Regions from separate parts of the Pan troglodytes genome. Here region 1 is linked to region 2. A link is a contact called in public Hi-C data. All regions are on one chromosome and are shown on one strand. Each heading gives the region's core, a stretch centred on a gene start, on an enhancer-like site or on the middle of the called end of the contact. The rest is flanking DNA. Distances are from core to core; before and after follow the strand shown. Region 1 holds the start of PPP4R2 (protein phosphatase 4 regulatory subunit 2). Region 2 overlaps GXYLT2 (glucoside xylosyltransferase 2).

What was found. Hi-C and Micro-C count contacts between places; a contact is called where the count stands out from the background.
Region 1: a contact with region 2 is called in a Hi-C map of blood, with 2.6 times the contacts expected there. The contact joins the promoter of PPP4R2 here to the enhancer-like site in region 2. A contact is called at or near these places in 2 of 7 Hi-C or Micro-C datasets (blood and stem cell-derived neural progenitor cells) and 1 of 1 datasets of contacts at active chromatin or transcription factors (stem cell-derived excitatory neurons).

The regions. Positions count from the first base shown.
Region 1 is chr2:76,991,278-76,996,926 of NHGRI_mPanTro3-v2.0_pri, forward strand. PPP4R2 (protein phosphatase 4 regulatory subunit 2) reads left to right here and starts at 2,497. Exons shown (of 9, transcript XM_003309888.7): 1 at 2,497-2,781; 2 at 3,787-3,868. The coding sequence starts at 2,748.
Region 2 is chr2:76,945,003-76,950,786 of NHGRI_mPanTro3-v2.0_pri, forward strand. The region is part of intron 3 of GXYLT2 (glucoside xylosyltransferase 2); the gene reads left to right. Among named protein-coding and RNA genes, the nearest start is that of PPP4R2, 46 kb to the right of the region's middle. Within about 2 kb of position 3,414, at least 7 of the 24 cell types and tissues checked have an H3K27ac peak or open chromatin away from gene starts, as enhancers often do.

The DNA of each region.
Region 1 (5,649 bases), core at 1,247-3,746, 45 kb after region 2:
GAGGCAGAGAACTGCTTGAACCCGGGAGGCAGAGGTTGCAGTGAGCTGAGATCACGCCACTGCACTCCAGCCTGGACGACAGAGCAAGACTCCGTCTCAAAAAAAAAAAAAGAAAAAGAAAAAAGAAAAAAAGAATTGGATTTTTATTGAAGAACTCAGGAACTGAATTTTAAATTTTATTTAATTTTAATTAATTTAAATTTCAATATTCACACATGGCTAATATCTACTGTACAGCAGAGCTCTTACAGTAAGAGACCCTTCTGAATAGTAGAGTGGCAGATAGAAGGAGAGGCTAAGCTTTGCCATGTAGGCAGTAGGCCCTTTCAGACTGGAAGGGACCTGGATAAACTAAACCTGGTGCCTGGCAAGTGCTGGCCAAGTGCTTGATGTGCTACCCTATTCCCTCTCTCTGCAAGGATATTTGTAATTGAGCTAGATGCTCTGAACAATGAAGGTCTAAAGACACAGGGGACTGGTTCTCTGATGGCACAATTTGAGAGAGCTATTTTGGGTGTGAATGTCTTTTGCCTACATCTACCACCTAGGATCAGGGTCAGACCCACTGTCTTTTAAGAGGGTCAACAGTGTAAAGGCTGTGTCCAAACTTGCATCTTCTTAGACCAAACAATAACCTTCCTTCCCTCCCTTGGTCCTTCTCTCCCCTCCTTCCTTCCATGACTTTGTGCTATGCTGGGTTTTGGGAAGAGGAGGTGGAACAACGCAATACCTTTTCTTTTCTTTCTCTCTCTCTCTTTTTTTTTTTTTTTTTTTTTTTTTTTTGAGACGGAGTCCCATTCTGTCGTGCCCAGGCTGGAGTACAGTGGCTGGAGTATCTCGGCTCACTGCAACCTCAGCCTCCAGGGTTCAAGGGATTCTCCTGCCTCAGCCTCCCGAGTAGCTGCGATTACAGGTGCCCGCCACCAAGCCCAGCTAATTTTTTTTTTTTTTTTTTTTTTTTTTTTTGTATTTTTAGCAGAGACAGGGTTTTGCCATGTTGGCCTGGCTGGTATCAAACTCCTGACCTCAGGTGATCCGCCTGCCTCAGACTCCCGAAGTGTTGGGAATACAGGTGTGAGCCACCGTGCCCGGGCAGTACCTTTTCTTTTAAAAGCTCACAGATGAGTATAAAAATGTCCACGCACTGGCTGGGAGCCAGATGATTTGGGTTCTGGGTTCTAGTTCTGTCTCCCCAGACTTGCTGCCTGTGACACAGCTTTCCCATTTGTAAAATGTCAGGGCTGCAGAGGACTTCTGAGGTTTCCGCCCTCTCCTACCTCCTGGGAGATTATGTCATGTAATAATGATAACAGTGGTAATAAAAACCCAGCCACGTTGAGTGTTCCAGGTTTCACGCACTGTGCCAAATGTTTCACATTTGCCATTTCACTCAATCCTCGTGGCCGTTTTACAACCCTCATTTTATAAATAAGAACCCTGAAGCTGCCTGAGTTTAGGTAACTACTTCAGGGCCACACAAGGAGTAAGTAGTTGAGTTGGGATTTGAATATTGATTCCAAACCTTGAGCTCTTAATGACTTTGCTGTATACATTACTTCTTGCCACAGGTGGGCCAGTGACGAACGAACGTTGGGTTAAGCAGGGAGGTATTCTTGTTAGGATTATTAGCAATGCTTAGTGTATGTATGTATTTTTAATTTTATTATTTTTTTTTTGAAACAGTCTCGCTTTGTCGCCTAGGCTGGAGTGCAGTGGCGCGATATCGGCTCACTGCAACCTCCGCCTCCTGGATTCAAGCGATTCTCGTGCCTCAGCCTCCCGAGTAACTGGGATTACAGGCACGAACGACCACGCCCGACTACATTTTGTATTTTTAGTAGAGACGGGGTTTCGCCATGTTGGCCAGGTTGGTCTTCAACTCCTGACTTCAGGTGCTCCGCCCGCCCCAGCCTCCCAAAGTGCTGGGATTACAGGCTTGAGTCACCGCGCCGGGCCTGTATTTATTTTTATATAGAGAAGGGCGCGGGAGCGGGGTCATTTTGTTACCCAGACTGGTCTCGAACTCCTGGGCTCAAGCGATCCTCTCGCCTCGGCCTCCCTCCCAAAGTGTTGGGATCACCGGCCTGAGCCCCCTGCCCGGCCTCGCTCTACGTTTTTTAGGCGCATTCTGAACGTGAAGTGTATACACTGAATTCTCACAGCAACTGCATAGGGCATCGGTACCAGTGCCCTCACTGTACAGATGGGGAAAATGAGGCTCAGACAGGCGAAGTAAGTAGCTTAAGTTCACACAGAGAGGAAATGGCAGGGATTCAAAGCCTAGGAGTCCGCCTGCAACCCTCTCGCCTGACCGTCCAGTCTTCAGCTCCGCGGAGCCTGGGCCTGGGGCTGGGGCTGGGGCTGGGGCTGAGGCTCGGGCTGAGGCTCGGCAAGCCGCCGGGACGCAGCCGCCACTGGGCCCCAGCGTCACGCCTCGGCCGCGCACGCGCTCTCGGGTTCCGGGCCGGAGCGCGCGGCGGGAGCGAGGACGGCGGCAGGGAGCGTGCGCGCGGTGACGTAGCGGGCGCCATGTTGGAGGGTTGGTGGTAGCGGCTTGGGGAGGTGCTCGCTCTGTCGGTCTCGCTCTCGCACGCTTCCCCCGGCTCCCTTCGTTTCCCCCCCCCGGTCGCCTGCGTGCCGGAGTGTGTGCGAGGGAGGGGGAGGGCGTCGGGGGGGTGGGGGGAGGCGTTCCGGTCCCCAGGAGACCCGCGGAGGGAGGCGGAGGCTGTGAGGGACTCCGGGAAGCCATGGACGTCGAGAGGCTCCAGGAGGCGCTGAAAGGTGGGGGTAGCTGCCCCCTCTTCATTCCCCCTCACCTTCTCCGGCTCGCTCTTCTCTCCTTTCAGGGCGGATGGTTCCGAGGACCGGGGCCGGGCGCGGCGTGGGGAGAGTGCTTCCCGGGCTCCCATCCCCCTCCACCTCCCCAGGGGCGGGGAGCCCTGTGGGCAGCTCCCTCCCGCCCCGCTCTGGCTTTGTGTCGGCCGCCGGCGTCTGGGCTGGGGGAGGGGAGCCGGGGAAGCTCTTGCGGGGGCCCCAGTCTTTCTCCCACCCGTTCAGGGGACGAGTCGCGGACCCGCAGACCCCTCCCTCCCAGACATCCTCCTTTCTCCACCAGGCTACCCGCACGCTAGGCGTTGGGGTGGGAGAAAAAGTAAACGGTTGGTGGGGGCGGGGGTAGGGGGTGGCATCGCAACTTTTAAGTTGTCTCAGTATGCCTTTTTCAGGGCTTTTGAAGTCATCCTTCCGCGCCCTAATTTCGAGGTGGTTGCCTTCACTGTTCTTGATTGCACGCCTTCCACGCAACAGGCTTGAGAACAGTGGCTTACAAACTTCGAATAGAGAGATTTCAGCGTTTTGAGAATTATTCTTTGACATTCACAATCATTTGGGGACGGCAACTTGGAGTAGTTGGTGCTTCTTAGAAAGGCAGATTTATGGACTTAGATGAACAATTGGTGGGAGTCGGGGCCTGGGGATTTTTATTGTCGCTGGATTCCCAGCTTAATATAATGCTGGTGTTCCCCCGGACCACACTTCGAGAAGCACTGCGTTAAAAATGGTTTGTGAAGTTGAGTGCCCCCTTTAGGAGGATTCTTGTTATCTGTAAAGAGGGTGACATGTTGGAAGTAGAACTTGGAGGATTGAGGTGGTAATTTGGTTGAGAGGCCTTATTTTTTTAATTTTGTATTTAATTGATTTTTAATAAGGTAAAGGACTAGGAGGAAAGTTTGTTTTTAGAGCGCTTTTGAGAAAACTGATAACGTTTTTTTTTCTTCTTTCATCTAGATTTTGAGAAGAGGGGGAAAAAGGAAGTTTGTCCTGTCCTGGATCAGTTTCTTTGTCATGTAGCCAAGACTGGAGAAACAATGTGAGTTGAAAACATGCATTTGTCGTTATAGACCAGTGCATTATTAAGAATTGCTCAGGAAAGGGAAAAAAGTATATTTTGGGATAATTAAATAATTCATTCTAAATTGTAGAAGTCCTGGTCATTTAAATAATTTATATATTTACATTTAAAGAACGTATACGCTTACTTACTTTATACATGGTCTGTAACGGATTTTAAAAACTTGTGTATGTTAAAATTTTCTTTATAGCTAGGCTTTGGCACGCTTAGAGAATGTATTAGTCTTAACGAGCCAGAGAAAGGAAGAATGCCTATTCCATTATGACCCTTTTTGGCCATAACAAATAGGCTTATTCCTAGAATTTTGTGGCTTTGATTCTGTTTCAGAGTCTTGGTGGTATTTTCTCATATTGTCGTGTGTCCAGCCTTTTTTTGGTCATATTTGCATATGTAGGTGTTTAAAGTGTCACTTCTATTTATCGTCTGGAGGACTCTGTGATTATCTGACAAATTCCAGATGCTACAGTTTTGACTTGTAGACTTTCTAAGATAGCTGACTTGTTACATATGCTCAGCATTTTATTAAGCTCGTTTCCAAATGTTCTGAATCTGAAACTTACACTATAAAGTTAGGGCTGTGTTCAGAAGGAACATTCCAGGTCATTGTTTTGCAGTTTGTGTGGTAGACACAATCTGGCTAAGTTTATTTGTAGAGAACAGTGCATCTTTGATGACTTCTTTTTGTAGTCTTTGGGTGGGGGCTGGGGCAGCAGGAAAGGGGTAGGTTTCTATGGTTTCAGTGTTAATAAGTGGGTTATCTGCCCAGTATGAGTGTAGCTTTCAGCAAGTATTGTATAATTTCTCTGGCTTTATTATTAGCAAGTGTTCATTTCTCACAAGATTTGCTTATGGTTGTAGTCTAGCCTTTTAACAACTAGCCTAATTTTAGAAAGAAAAAAACCTTTGCTGCCTCAGTGCTTGATTTAATGGTCATGCCTGCAAGCTGAGTCTCCTTAGTATTCTATTAAAATACACCAGTCATTTTGAGAACGTCACTGTGATGTGTTCAATCTTGTATTTCTATTTATTACATTAAAAAATGGGACCCTCTTGGGGGGAAGTCATTTTTACCTTTGCATTAGGGTTTCATATAGAACATCTTGATTTAGAACAATGTAAAACTGTTAATTTGTGCTTATATAGATAAGCCTAAAAATGACCACATGCCATCTTTCAAAAATAAATTAATCCCTAAAACATAAATGCTTAGACTGCCACTATTCCTCTTGAATTGCTAGTCGGCACAGACTTAGCCCTGTCAACAATGTCAAGCCAAATAGCATTTTACTTTTGGCTGTTTTTTGATATACAAGATGATATCAAACTATTTGGAGATGAGTACTTAAAACGTCTTACTCAGTTTATCAGGTTTGTACACACTGCTTTCGCTTTTTGATAAAGTACATTGCCTATAAATGTATAAATAATTGAAAGTTTCTAAAAGATAGCTTTTTAATATCCTGTCTTACTGGAACACCAAGTGGCTGGGGAAGTTATCTGATTTTTTTTGGACAGTTATTTTATCCTGGTAGAAGAGGACTTAAAATTCCCAATCCTCCACCCCATATTAGGTGTTTATGTATTCACTAAGCATGTTTTGTACTGAAATGATTGGTGTAGTTAGATTCTTATATTCAATGGAATTTGGAAAATATTTTTTATTTTATTATGTAAATAGCAGCCAGTGTTTATGCATTTAGCTTTAAGCTTTGATTTCTTTTTATCAACATGGCATATCT
Region 2 (5,784 bases), core at 2,164-4,663:
TCCTAGACAAATAGAGAAAAAGATAAATTCACAGAGTTGGAGATTCCAACATTCCTCTTTTAATAACTAACTCTCATTAGTGGGAAAATGATTAATGATTCCCTAATTATACCTGTTGATATAAATGAATTTGCAGTAACTCCACATTTCTCCATCCCTTTTTCTTTGTGTCTGGATGTAAAGCTCCATGGAGCTCGTGAAAACCAGTGAGGATATAGAAGACCTTGACAACACTGTCAACCAAGTGACCTCATCAACAGCTATAGCATTTATAGACTACTCCACCCAGCAACTGCAGCATAAACTTTTTTTTTTTCAAATGTACAGGGAACATTCACCAAGATAGGCCGTATCCTGGGCCATAAAACAAGTCTCAGTCAATTCAAAAAGATGGCAATCCTGCAGTGTGCTCCCTGGCTACAAGGGAGTTAACTTAGAAGTGGATAACAAAAAGATATCTGGAAAATTCCAAATATTTGGAAATTAAACAAGACAGTTGTACAGAACTGATGGGTTGAAGAACAAGTCACAATGGAAATTAAAAATCCCGGGCCGGGCGCAGTGGCTCACGCCTGTAATCCCAGCACTTTGGGAGGCCGAGGCGGGTGGATCACAAGGTCAGGAGATCGAGACCATCCTGGCCAACATGGTGAAACCCCGTCTCTACTGAAAATACAAAAATTAGCTGGGCGTGGTGGTGGGCGCCTGTAATCCCAGCTACTTGGGAGGCTGAGGCAGGAGAATGGCTTGAACCCGGGAGGTGGAGGTTGCAGTGAGCCAAGATCATGCCACTGCACTCCAGCCTGGTGACAGAGCAAGATTCTGCCTCAAAAAAAAAAAAAAAAAAAAAAAAAATCCCTTTGACTGCTCTGTGAGGAGTGGATTGGAGGGGGCAAGTGCAGACACAGGGAGCACAGGGAACAGAACTTTACAGAATTCTAGGAGAACTGTCATGGTGCCTTGGACTTTGGGTGAGGAAGCAGAGAAGGAGAGAAATGGACAGACTCAGACATTTTGGAGGTAGAGCCTATGTGACTTGCTGAGGATTGGATGCGGGCAGTATGGGTAGGCGAGGAAGCAAGGATGACCTAGAGGTGTCTGGGTCAAGTCATTGAACATATCTCCCTGTTGCTCTCAGGATTAAGTCCAAATTTGTCAACATAGTTCCTGATCGGGCACCTGCCCACTTGGACAGCCTGATCTCTCACCCCTCCTCCCACTGTAAACTCCAGCCCTGGAGCAACTGGCAGTCCTCCCTTTGCCATGCCCTCTCTTTTCACATGCTCTTCCATGTTTGCCCTGCTCTCCACTTATTTATCTCTTAGCTTAGATGTCACTTCTGCTGGGAAGCTTTCCTTACTTTTCCTCCAGCCTGGCTTAAGGGCTCTGCTTTGTGCTTCTGTGCTAACCTTCTCATCATCACTTTGCTTTGCCCCTTTTCTGTCTCCCCCATTAAAGCTCCTGTGAACAGGGAATATGTATCATTCTTTCTTTCTTTTTCTTTTTTTTTTTTTTGAGATGGAGTCTTGCTCCGTCACCAGGCTGGAGTGCCACGGGGCAATCTCAGCTGACTGCAACCTCCGCCTCCCGGGTTCAGGCGATTCTCCTGCCTCAGCTTCCAGAGTAGTTGAGACCACAGGCACGTGACACCATGCCCAGCCAACTTTTTTTGTATTTTTAGTAGAGACGGGGTCTCACCACGTTGGCCAGGATGGTCTTGATGTCTTGACCTCATGATCCGCCCGCCTTAGCCTCCCAAAGTGCTGGGACTACAGGCGTGAGCCACAGTGCCCGGCCTCATTCTTTCATTACTACTACTACTATAGCCAGTTGCTGGTTACCTGGGCTGTCAGTCAGGAAACCTAGCCCTCATGAGAGTGGGACGAGAATAAGATCACATAGCATTTATTGAGTCCTTGCTGTGTGTGTGCCAGGGGCTTCACACACATCATCTCATTTAATCATCCTGGCAGCATTATGAAATGGGTTATCAATCCCATTTACAGGAAGAGGAAACTGAGACTTAGAATGCTTAAGCAGGCCAGGCATGGTGGCTTATGCCTGTAATCCCAGCACTTTGGGAGGCCAAGGCAGGAGGATAACTTGAGCCCAGGAGTTCAAGACCAACCTGGCAACAAACCAAGAGCCTGTCTCTACAAAAAAACAAAAAAATTAGCAGCTGGGCACAGTGGTTTACACCTGTAATCCCAGGACTTTGGGAGGCTGAGGCGGGCGAATCACTTGAGGTCAGGAGTTCGAGACCAGCCTGGCCAACATGGTGAAACCTCGTCTCTAATAAAAATACAAAAATTAGCCAGGTATGGTGGCACACACCTGTAATCCCAGCTACTCCAGAGGTTGAGGCAGGAGAATCGCTTGAACCTAGGAGGCGGAGGTTGCAGTGAGCTGAGATCACGCCATTGCACTCCAGCCCAGGCGACAGTGCGAGACTTCATCTCAAAAAAAGAAAAGAAAAAATTAGCTGGCCGCGGTAACTCATGCCTGTGGACCCAGCTACACAGGAGGCTGATATGAGAGGAACACTTGAGCCCAGGAGGTCAAGGCTCAGTGAGCTATGATTGCACCACTGCACTCCAACCTGGGTGACAGAGTGAAACCCTGTCTAAAAAAAAAATGGGCCAAAAGAGCTTGTTCAAGATCACATAGTTAGTGGTGGAAATGGAATTTGAACGCAGGTTGTCAGATTTCAAACCTAAAACTTTTAACCACCAAGTCATACTGTCAAATTCAGACTAGAATTACAACAAATTGAAAATGAATTTGAAGGTGCACTGGTGAGCCCCTGATCGTCTTACTGCCCATGGCCAGGCTTTGGCTCACACTTGGTGCAGATGGCTGAGCAGGGTTCACTGGAGGTGGGTGCCCAGGTTAGGGTGGTGCATGGGGCAGGAGCAGGAAGATCCATTACATTATAGCCAGCAGCATCGGGTACAGAGTACTATTGTGTGCTGCCTTTTAACCCCGCCCCTTACTCTAAAAAAACAAAGGCCTCATTGCTAGTGCTGGCTAATTTCCATAAAGGAATTAGAATGGCTAATTTTATATCCTTTCGGTAAATATCCCACATCCCATTATAACATGGCCAACAATGATCCTCTTCAAATTAATACCAGCAGTAATTGCTGCAGAATTAGCCTCTAGAGATGCAATGTTATCAAAAAGTGATTTTTTTTTTTTTTGGTCTTTTGTTTTTTCAGATAAAGAGTAAAAAGTCCTGATGTACTTATTTTCAGTCAAGGTACTGAGTGGATCATATTAGGAAGGTTCAAAAACTTCATTGCACTGCTTGACTCTGACTACATAAAAGGCTTTTTGTGGTTGACACATGTTTTGAAGTGCTGTGAGCATTGATGCGAACGGTAACTAATTATACTTGACATTTTAAAAGCGAAAACACAGAGACTTCTTACAAAACCACTATCTATTGAGTACTTACTATGTGCCAGCCACTGTACTGAGTACTTTGTGGGTTTCATTTCACTGCATCCTTGTAACAACCTGGGTGGGTGGTAAACTGAGGAACTTGTCTGAAGTCATGAGGGTATTACCTCAGGCTGCCAAGACTTGAACTCAGGAATACCAGACTCACGATTCTTAAGTGCTGTTTTCTCACATTTCTCTGAGATGTACCCTTAGGGCTACTTTTGTGTGTTCCTTTGAAATATGATCTACATACCAAAATGAGCATGCTGAAACTTTAAATGCTTAGTTTAAGAAGCAGTCAATATACAGCATTCTTCCTAATTTTGAAATTAGAATCTTCAAATTCTGTTTTTTTGTTTTGTTTTGTTTATCTTTTTGTTTTTTTGTTTTGTTTTGTTTGTTTTTGAGACAGAGTCTTACTCACTCTGTCTCCCAGGCTACAGTGCAGTGGCACGATCTCGGCTCACTGTAACCTCTGCCTCCCGGGTTCAAGGGATTCTCCTGCCTCAGCCTCCTGAATAGCTGGAATTACAGGCACGTGACATCATGCCCAGCTTTTTTTTTTTTTTTTTTTTTTTGAGACAGAGTCTCACTCTGTCACCCAGGCTGGAGTGCAGTGTCATCATTTCGGCTCACTGCAACCCTCACCTCCTGGGCTCAAGCGATTCTTGTACCTCAGCCTCTCGAGTATCTTGAATTGCAGGCACACACCACAACCCCTGGCTAATTTTTGTATTTTTAGTAGAGACAGGGTTTCAGCATATTGGCCAGGCTGGTCTCAAGCTCCTGACCTAAAGTGATCTGCCTGCCTCAGCCTCCCAGGCACCGTGCCTGGCTTAGAATCTTCAAATTCTTAAAATGGATGTTAAGATAATCTTCATTTATGAAACGGTAGATGATCAGTATTTTTAATTTCATTTTATTGGTTTGCAACATCCATTCCTCTAGTAGGTGAAGAACAAAAGATAAATCCTGTGGCTAATTCTGTGGGCTTCAGAATTACTCAAGTCTGAAATTCCTTTGATACTTGTATCATGTAGCACCCATGTTCATCAATTTTAAATATTGGGGATCCCAGTGGCAGGTTATACTAGTCTGCTTGGGCTGCCATAACAAAATACAAGACTGGGTGGCTGAAACAACAGAAATTTATTTTCTCATGGTTCTGGAGGCTGGAAGTCTGAGATCAGGGTGTCAGCATGGTCAGGTTGTGGTGATGGAGCCTCTTCCTGGGTTGCAAATGGCCACCTTCTCCCTCTGTCCTCACATGGCAGTGAGAGAGAGAGCACTCTCTGGTGTCTCTTCTTATAAGGGCACTGATCCCATCTTGAGGGCCCTATCCTTCTGACCTCAGCTAAACCCAATTATCTCCCAAAGGCCCCTTTCCAAAAGCCATCACATTGTGGGTTAGGACTTCAACATATGAACGTTGGGGACACAGACATTCAGTCCATAAGTGTTATGGTGTTGGGATGATGTTAGGCCAAGGATCCAGGAAGATTCAAATCCTTCCTTGGTTAAGCTACCCCAAAGTTTGAGGAACAATGGCAAAACAAAGCAAATAATGCCACTACTAAGGCTTTGAAGTCTCAAATCACCCAGCAAAGCTCTGGAAAGCTAAGCAGTTCGCACAGGAGAACTAATTTACCTAAGGTGGCTTGAATCCTCCAAGCAGAGGTTAGCAAACCACAGCCTGTGAGCCAGGAGTGGCTTTTACATTTCATATGGTTGAAAAATCAAAAGAAGGATATTTTGTGATATCTGAAAATTATATGAAATTCAAACTTCCATGTCCTGAAATAAACTTTTATTAAGACACACAGCCATTCTCTTATTATTATTATTGTCATTATTATTATTATTTTGAGACAGAGTCTCTGTCGCACAGGCTGGAGTGCAGTGGTGTGATCTTGGCTCACTGCAACCTCTGCCTCCCAGGTTCAAGCAACCCTCCCACCTTAGCTCCCTGAGTAGCTTGGACTATAGACGCATGCCACCATGCCTGGCTAATTTTTCTACTTTTTGATAAAGGTGGGGTTTCACCATTTGCCCAGGCTGGTCTTGAACTCCTGGGCTCAAGCTATCTGCCCGCCTCGGCCTCCCAAAGTGCTAGGATTGAAATTAGAATCTTCAAATTCTGTTGTTTTGAAGAAACTGTGCCCGGCCCACTCTCATTGTTTATCTGTTATCAGTGGCTGCTTTCATGTTACAACAGCAGATTTGAGGAGTTGCAACAGAGCCTGGAATATTTACTATCTGGCCCTTTAGAGGAAAAAGGTTGCCGCATGCTGATATACAAACAAAGCTAGCCAATGACTTGCATTGCCTAATCCCAAGACC